2 separate regions of the Hordeum vulgare genome follow, and region 2 is linked to region 1. Evidence: chromatin contacts called from public Hi-C data. All regions are on one chromosome and are shown on one strand. The core of a region is the stretch at or near the end of the contact, and the rest is flanking DNA. Distances in the headings are between cores, read along the strand shown.

Region 1 (4,048 bases), core at 1,035-3,534:
TACAAATGGTCAGACCCTCGTCAGAAGGCTGCCAATGCTTCCTTTTTAGCATGTTTTATTTTAACTATATGGAAATGTCGCATATCAACCTTTTGGTAGGAACTAATTAATTAGGTTAATTAAATGCAAAACCATGCTATGTCGGTGCCCAAAGCACCCTCTCTCCTCCTGAATTGTTGGGCCATGTCATATTTTACTTATGTGGCATGCTTAGCACCTTTACACCATGGATCACTCGGAAGCATACCACTTCTTGTCAATACTCGTGTGGCACCCGTGTGAGGCGCGCCGGCCCATCCATCTAGCACTATGAGGATGTGTGCATCATGTGTGGTAGTGGGGAGACACGTACACACATCTGAGAACACGGGCCCACGTATACCATCTCACACGGTTTCTAAAAACCCTAAAGCATTTCGGGCTTGGGAACCAAAATCATCAAAAACATTTGAGCTTGTTTCTACCAAACCTACGAAACCTAAAGGTGTTCCCACTTAGCATCTGTTTACTAGTAGGCTATAAAAATACCTACTCGGAAATTATCACACATTCCTGTAACAGTCCAAGTCGAATTTTTCAATCTTGTGCCCATTTCCATGAACCAACCTTGTATGTTTTGCCATCATGTGGTTTGAGTTAATAAATTTGTGCTTCATGGCATTCACTTATGCATCATGTCATCATGGCATCCATTTCATTTAGCGCACCATGTTTTGTTGACTATGAGGTATTGTGGTGATGTGCTTTGCATCTTGTGGTGTGGTCTTGCTTGTCTCAACTTCAAGTAATTGGGATCAACTAAAACCCCTACTCTCTTATTATTTCTTTCTATTTTTTGCCAAGTGTTCCTCCCTGCCATAGTTTAATGTTCACCATTTTTATAAAACTCCAACATATTGCCCCATAGCACTCCTCCAAATTTCAGCCATTTCCAAATTGTTTTCGTTGGATTCAAAAGTGCTTCAAGTTTGAATTTAATATAAACTTGAATTATTTTTCTATATCTAAAAATATACAAACTAATTTTATCACACGTGGCATATTTTTGTGAGTTCAAAATATTTCGTTTCATCCTAGAAACCCTCTCTCTTCTCTAAAATTCTTTTTCTTGCTTTAATTGCTTAGGTTTTGTAAAAAAATTGCATCTAAAGTTGACACAAAGAGAGGAGTGCCCAATGCCAATAGCACAGCCCAGCTGGGCCACCTCCTCATTGCCGACTGTTAGAAATTAATTAGCAAAGGGTGTGCCCAACCCTGAAGAGTCATGTATTTTCTCTCTCTATTGCCAACACGCGCCTGTTCTGGAGGTAAGCCTCCGAACAGACACATCTTCTTACCACCTCTTGCAGATGTATATATACTTGAGAATCAATAGAAACATGACTAATCGTCCATTCACTTTCATTCAATCTCGTTTTAGTTTAACATGTTATCAGCACTTTGCTCTAACCTTGAGCGATTAGGCAACGATAAGACGAACAGCGTCAGCGGAGGAAAGCACGACGGCGTCAATGGCACCAGCCCGAGAGTGATGCCGAGTTTTCTCTTGTTCAATTGCAACGCGGCACTACCCGTCGAAATGCATTCTAGTGGTCTGGTAGCGCACGAAGCCGTCGGTCCGGCCAGGCTTCTCGCTAAACGGATGGCATCCACGACAAAGACGGCCATGCATCGACATGCATGCATTCATGAACAAAAATTGATCAGCCTAATCTATTGTCTTCTTGTGATTAGGGTCAGCAATTTAAAAATTGATTTTGTTTTTATGTACGTTCATGCATGCCGTGGGAGAATCTCTACATGGATCGATCAATATTCAACAATCTACTTGAAGGAAAGTCGGCGTGGGCGACGTCACTCTGAACAGAAAATCTTCAAGATGGTAGCAACAACTAGTCAGGATCACACCTGCATCTTCAACGCGACTATAGCGCCCTTAGACGAACGGCGCATCCTTGACCTCTTGCAGCGGCGCCCTCCGGCACGACGTGGCAAATGGCCAGACGGCAAAGTCATCAGGCGCGAGGCGCAGCCATGGCCTCCTCTCGAAACGCAACGCACGGGCCAGCGATGCAATTGGCGAATGGCCGTGATTGCGCCCTCTCCTTCATGCGCGGCCACGACGAGACACGGTAGGGCAGTGGCACCCTCCGGTGCGGCTTGTTGCCAGCCCGGCGAATAATTGTGGCCAGCCCGGTGCTCCGGGAGAACACGCACCCCGCTCCCTGCAACTGGTGGCGAATAATTGTGGCGAGCCCGGCGCTTGGCTGTGGCGCCGGCCAACAGCCAGTGCTTTGCGCGGAAGCGCAGACGGCGCGGTGTCGAGTTGGGTTTATCCAATGGATTCTTAACCACACAAAGAGACGCACACCTTATCATTCAGGAACCGTACAACAGAAGATTATGAAAACCTTATCCATTTGCTTGATTTGGTCATAGCCTGTTCACTCTCTCTTATTCTTGTGTATTTTGTGGTCTAGCCCTGAGGATTAGACGAACTTCCATCGGATTTCTTCCTAAGATATTTATTTGAAGCCTCATGTCTTTATAAATATGTAAAACATTATGCTTTGCATCTATATGTATTACCACAATAATACTAATGCAGAAGAATGTTTGACCTACATTTATTCTTCAGAATTTCAAACATTTCCTAAGGCATGCATTTTAAGATAACAACTATAATTTTTGCAAAATCAATTTTTTTTCTTGCAAATTTAGTTGTAATTCAAAACAAGGATGACGAAGTGTCATACTCAATATGACTACATCGCGTTTTATTTATGAATCACCAGTTATTATCTATTGCACAATTTGTAAATTATCCATCACTACTGTGAGTTCTATGTCTTTTGTCATTTTCATAAATGACTACCTTCAACGTGCTCTTCTAAATATTAAGGTGTCTAGCCCAAAACATATTTGTAAATCACAAGGTGTTGATGGCATCTACTACACAATCTGCAGATTATCCATCACTGCTGTAAAGTCTACGTCTTGTCATTTTAACAAAATGACTACCTTCGAAGTGCTCTTCCAAATATTAATATTAGATGTGACTACCTCAAGAAATCATAAGGTAATATTGGCATCTACTACAAAATTTTACACACTATCCATTATTACCGCAAGGTCTACATCATGTCATTCTGACAGATGACTACCTTCATAGTGATTTTCTTAAAAATAGATAACATAAGGTAATAGAATGATGAACATCTACTGACAATAGTCAAACTATGTTTTCTATTACTGCGAGATCTACACCATATTGGTGATTATCTTCAAAGTGTTATCCTATATAAATTAAGGTCTACACATATGGCTATAAGGCATCAACTGTACTAGAATTTGCTCCTTCGAAGCATTTATTGTTGTTGTTCTTTAAAATATTTTACTCTCATAGTAAATATTATTCTTGCACATTTTTCTTGAATGTGTCATAGGAAACCATGAAAATATTTGCATATACATGTGATTACCTTCTATTACATTCGTAAAATGCATGGCAATGGAGCCTACGTCGCTATTTATAATTATAATGTCATCCATCCATCAAGATGGATACCATAATTTATAGCGAGTGTCTCAAACACTATTGCTAGATCCACATCACATTGTGGTTTGTTATTTTCATAGTGACTAAGCAATGTTAAAATTGCAAAGTCTATGTTTTGTCCGTGACTATAAGGTCACACTTTTTCTCATGAATGAAGCCCAAAACATTATCAACGATTTCATCGCATGGACTATATTGAAGGTTTACACCCCATGTTCACCAAGTATCACCTTGGTAGATTTTGCTCAACAAGATCATTTCATCCATATATTTAACTCCAAGAAGTAAATTAAATAATGCATGACCATTTCATGTAACAGATGGCTATTCTATTGATGCACATATGCATTTTATATGTCACCAACTTCACTTGGTTCTCAAACTAAGTACACAATGAATGAATATAGATTCACCTTGAATATTCGCTCAAGAGAAACATGCTACCATGAGCACATCGCTAATGATCTCCCATTTGTTTTTCAAAGACAT
Region 2 (4,254 bases), core at 1,462-3,961, 170 kb after region 1:
CCTCCCGTGGTGGTTGTCATTGATGTCGACCCCAAGGCCAGCGTGCAAGAGCAGGATGCCTCACCACTTCCCTCCATCAACACCACGACCCCAGTAGCGAGTGAGATGGACCACAACACGTCCCTCTTCGTCTCCAGCAACCTTATTGTATTGGCACCGACCAAGTGCTCAACAAAATACCACATCCATGCGGGTGACTGGGTGAAGCCTCTGTTCGCCTTGAGTTTTCTTTGTCCAACCTATGCACCATCCATCTCAACTCACACTGATCATCCAGAAGCCCTACACCATCCGTCATTGATTGCACAAGGAGAATATGGCGCTCACCTTGTGGCCAAGAGTAAAAACCGAGGCCTGCCATTAGTATGGCAGGGGATCGAGCAACCATGGCCGCCACCTTTGCGAGTATCTATCAGATACATTAGACAGTTTTTAAGGCCTAGTCAATGTTTGCCCTTGAAGCCTCTTTCTGACAAAAACTACCCAAAAAAACCATGTTCAGGTCTTAATTCAGATGTAGGCTACCTTGAACCTTTCAGTTGTGGTTAGTCCATGAAGTTCTATTCGTTCGATTTACGCCAATTCAGATGTCGCTCAGAAATGGTGATTCTCTGCAAGTTGGCTGCTGCAAACTAATTCTCGTAGATGAACCCTTCAGTTGTTTCCACGATGCCCAACGACAGTTTCAGAATCTAGGTGATCACAAGGGGTCTCCAAAGTAAGCAAAAAAAGGAGTATTGACAGCCATCTTATGTTGTTTGTCGGGATTCATTCTAACCAGAGTGAGCTCACGGACCACCTTCGAACGAAAGTGAACTCTCTTCCTCCGATCTCTATAATGGGTCTAGTAACTGCTTTAGCTGCTCGTCTCACAATTAAGTTGGTGCTCGATAAGCTAGCAAAGTCAGTTCGTTGGATTGGTCTGTCCGGTCTGTCAGTCCCTGATAAAAGCTTTTAGTCCGTGCCTGGCAGTTTCAGCCGTGGTCCAGTCCAGCACGACGACGTCGAGTTGGCGGCGGAGGAAGACTCGGCATGAAGGCCAGCCGCCCGGTGGTGTGGTACGTAGTGGTAATAGTACGCGCCCCGCTCCGAAACAAAGAAAAAGGTGCGTCATTTGCTATACAAACAACTTATCTAATTCCTTGTATGCCCAGACCATGCTCATGACAGTCGCTTGATTGCTTTCATGAAGGCATGCAAGTGAGGTACACATGTCCAAAAATCCCTTATGTGATGCATCATTTTGTTGGCACTTTGAATCGTCTGACAGAACCCTTGATATGTCACCATAGTGTGTGTATGAAACTACTGTGTTCATCGTCTTCAAGCAATTGCCAAGCAATACAATTATTGTCAGAGCTACCGAAAGTGGAATTTGAGTCTGGTGCTCCTCGTTCTAGTGATCCAATCTCATGAGAGAATCCTGGTGGTGCTTGCAAAGTGCAAAGTGCATATCAGAAAACATATTCAGGTCCACATCACCAACCACATGAAGTTTCAGGGTTCAGTGTTGGGCTAGTTTGGTTGCAATTCAAAAATGTGGGTTCTCCTCTTGTTTCTTATGGCCAGTCAAATTCCATGGAAGAGTCTTTTTGTTGTTTGCCACGTGTAAAGTTGCAGTCTGGGCGCCCTATGGATCACGTAACAGCAGAAGTTAATGAGTCCAAACAAGCAAATTCTGATACAACAAAGATATTGCATTGGAACCTTTTCTGTACATGCAGGTTACCTTACCTGTTTGAGGCCAACACCTATTTCTAGGGAGACTGTGAGCTACAAAGGCATACAGTTTTATCCAAACTATATAGTGCATTCACATGGAGGGATTTTGTTGCTTCTCATTGCTTTGAAGCAGTGCACCGAAACAATTTCTTATGGAATGAAACCTAGGCTGTACCCTTTATGCGTGAGTGTTAATAGCACATTGATGGTGTTGCGCCTTGAGTGTCCATTACGTCCATGTGCATATTTTATGATGGGAAATCTTGGAGCATATCTGAATTCTTGTGCAGTCAACACCTCTCGGGATTACAATCATCATCATCATTCCTTTGTTCAATTTGAAAATTTGTTGCCCACTGAAACGGAAGAAGAGTTTGTCCAGTGTTTTTCGTCAGTACTAGGATCTAGGTGACGAGCAACAGTATTCAGAGGACACTTCTGAATATGGGTATATCTTGGTGCTTCTGGCATGTCCGATGGTACAACTTATTCGCAGTCAGGTTCTAATGACGATGGTAATCAACTATAGTGCATTGGCCATGAGCGGTACGACGTTCTCTACGTGCTACAATCAATATAATTTTTAAGAAGGGAGGGGTGTCATCGCCGTCGATGTCGTCTCCATCCAAGGCTTCATCGTCCACGAGTGCCGCCTCAGCTTCAACCATAACGCCTACTTCAACCGGGTATCCATCGGTGACGACTACTACTACCTCAACCCGACCGCTTCTACGAGCTCGTTCAAGTTCATTTAAACCATGGCTGTTACCACGGCATCTACAATAACCTCAGCATGATCAAGGATCTTGAAGCACCATGGGATCCTCACAACCTCTTCATAATAGCGGCTTGGGCCAAGCTGCATTTAAAAAAAGAAGAATGTCACGAGCCTATGTATACATGGCCTTGCAACCTTTGACCTTTACATGGGCCGGCCCATCCGCGAACGATGTAGGGCTACGGACTACAAATGCGTGGGAGGAGGCAACGAGCAAAGGATCCGGGCTTGGATCAAGGCAAAGCAACGGCGGCTCCTCCCTTCCCCTATCTTCTCCTAACTCGTGTGCTTCCTCTTTCTTAATCCCAATCTCCTGTATCTGAGCTCAGTTTACCTATAATGGAGTGATTCGCGTGTTGGATCCTAACAGCGACTTACGGGGGAGTTGGTACCTGCTGCAATCTAATTCCCTCCCCGTACCGTTTACCCGTCGTCACCTCCACCTCCGCACACACGCACTCTCTCACCGCATCTCCGGCGACCACCGCCCACCTTCGGCTACCGCTACTCCCGCCCTCTCCTGTGATGGCGCCGCGCGGCGGTGGGCAGACCTACGGCTTCCCCATCTACTGCGCCTCCTGGCTCCCACTCGCACACATCATCAAGCCCTCCCCATCTGCCGTAGACGTCGCGGATGCGAATGCGTCCCCGTCCTTCCCACCTCCGCCCCCCATGGTGGTCCTTGGTGGAGGCGGAGGCGAGGGCCGGAGCGGCGTGCCCAACGCGCTGGTCGTCGCCGCCCTCGACCCCGCCGCTGCAGGGGCGCCTCCAGCGCTCTCCCCCGAACCGGTGAGCGACCCGTGCCCCCTCGCCCTCTGATTTCACTAGATCCATGCGGATATCGGGAGAGATTTACACGCTGATTTGACGCTATTGTTTTGGTGATGGTGGGGTGCAGGTGTTTAGGCTGGGGACAGAGGAGGAGGTACCATACAGGATGGCCGTACACCCTCGCGGCGATGGCGTCCTCTGCTCCTTCCCCAACGGCTGCAGGTACTTGCGTCCTTGGATATGTGACGCTGATGCTCGCTAGTGCATTTGTCTGTTGTGAATTTTGATTAGCTCAAAATCTTCACAATTTGATCTTTAGTGTTGCCCGGGTTAACTGTTGTCAACCTGTGGTTCACATAGTATGTATGTTTATAGAATACTTAGGTAAGTCTGGTATTTCGTTCGTTCACATAGTATGTATGCTTATAGAATATGCTGTAAATTCTGATTGATGCGACCAAAATATAATTGTCCTATCATATCACAACATAGTGTTCAAGACTTCTTAGTAACAACACAATGATGCCTCTTGATAACCCCATAATATGCTTGAACTGTCGGTGTAAGCAGCATGTTGGATTTGTTAGTATAGCTTATTTCCTGATTGTAGCTAAAATTCGGGGGCACCTGTATCTGTTCCATCTTGTGATGTTAAGTTTATTTCAGTTGTTGGACCTATCTCATTGGCCTTATCAACAAGCATAACTGGGCTTTTTGAGATGTTACTGTAATTGAACTGGTGGTTTATTAAATTTTAACTGCAAAACATACAACTTTTATACATCTTCAATCTTATTTTACTCTATAAAACTGCCGTTTGCCTTTTTTTTTCCTGACTGATGTAAACACAATTTAACTCCGCCTGATGGTACTGCAATTATAAATTCTTACCATGTGCCATTTGTATAGGTTGGTGCGATTGGAATCAACAGAAGGAGATGATCCATGCAGCCTGGTTTTGAGATCTGACCAGGAGGCTTTAG

The links. A called contact is a pair of places that touch in the nucleus more often than the background predicts.
Region 2: a contact with region 1 is called in a Hi-C map of leaf, with 1.8 times the contacts expected there. The contact joins the promoter of LOC123448452 here to the enhancer-like site in region 1. A contact is called at or near these places in 3 of 6 Hi-C or Micro-C datasets (leaf, seedling and an unstated tissue).

What each region holds. Positions count from the first base shown.
Region 1 is chr4H:239,722,082-239,726,129 of MorexV3_pseudomolecules_assembly, forward strand. No RefSeq gene overlaps it. Among protein-coding and RNA genes, the nearest start is that of LOC123448452, 170 kb to the right of the region's middle. Within about 2 kb of position 2,285, at least 1 of the 3 cell types and tissues checked has open chromatin away from gene starts, as enhancers often do. A contact at or near this core is called in leaf, where this site is marked.
Region 2 is chr4H:239,890,221-239,894,474 of MorexV3_pseudomolecules_assembly, forward strand. LOC123448452 (SEC12-like protein 2) reads left to right here and starts at 2,712. Exons shown (of 10, transcript XM_045125349.1): 1 at 2,712-3,289; 2 at 3,399-3,493; 3 at 4,181-4,254. The coding sequence starts at 3,026.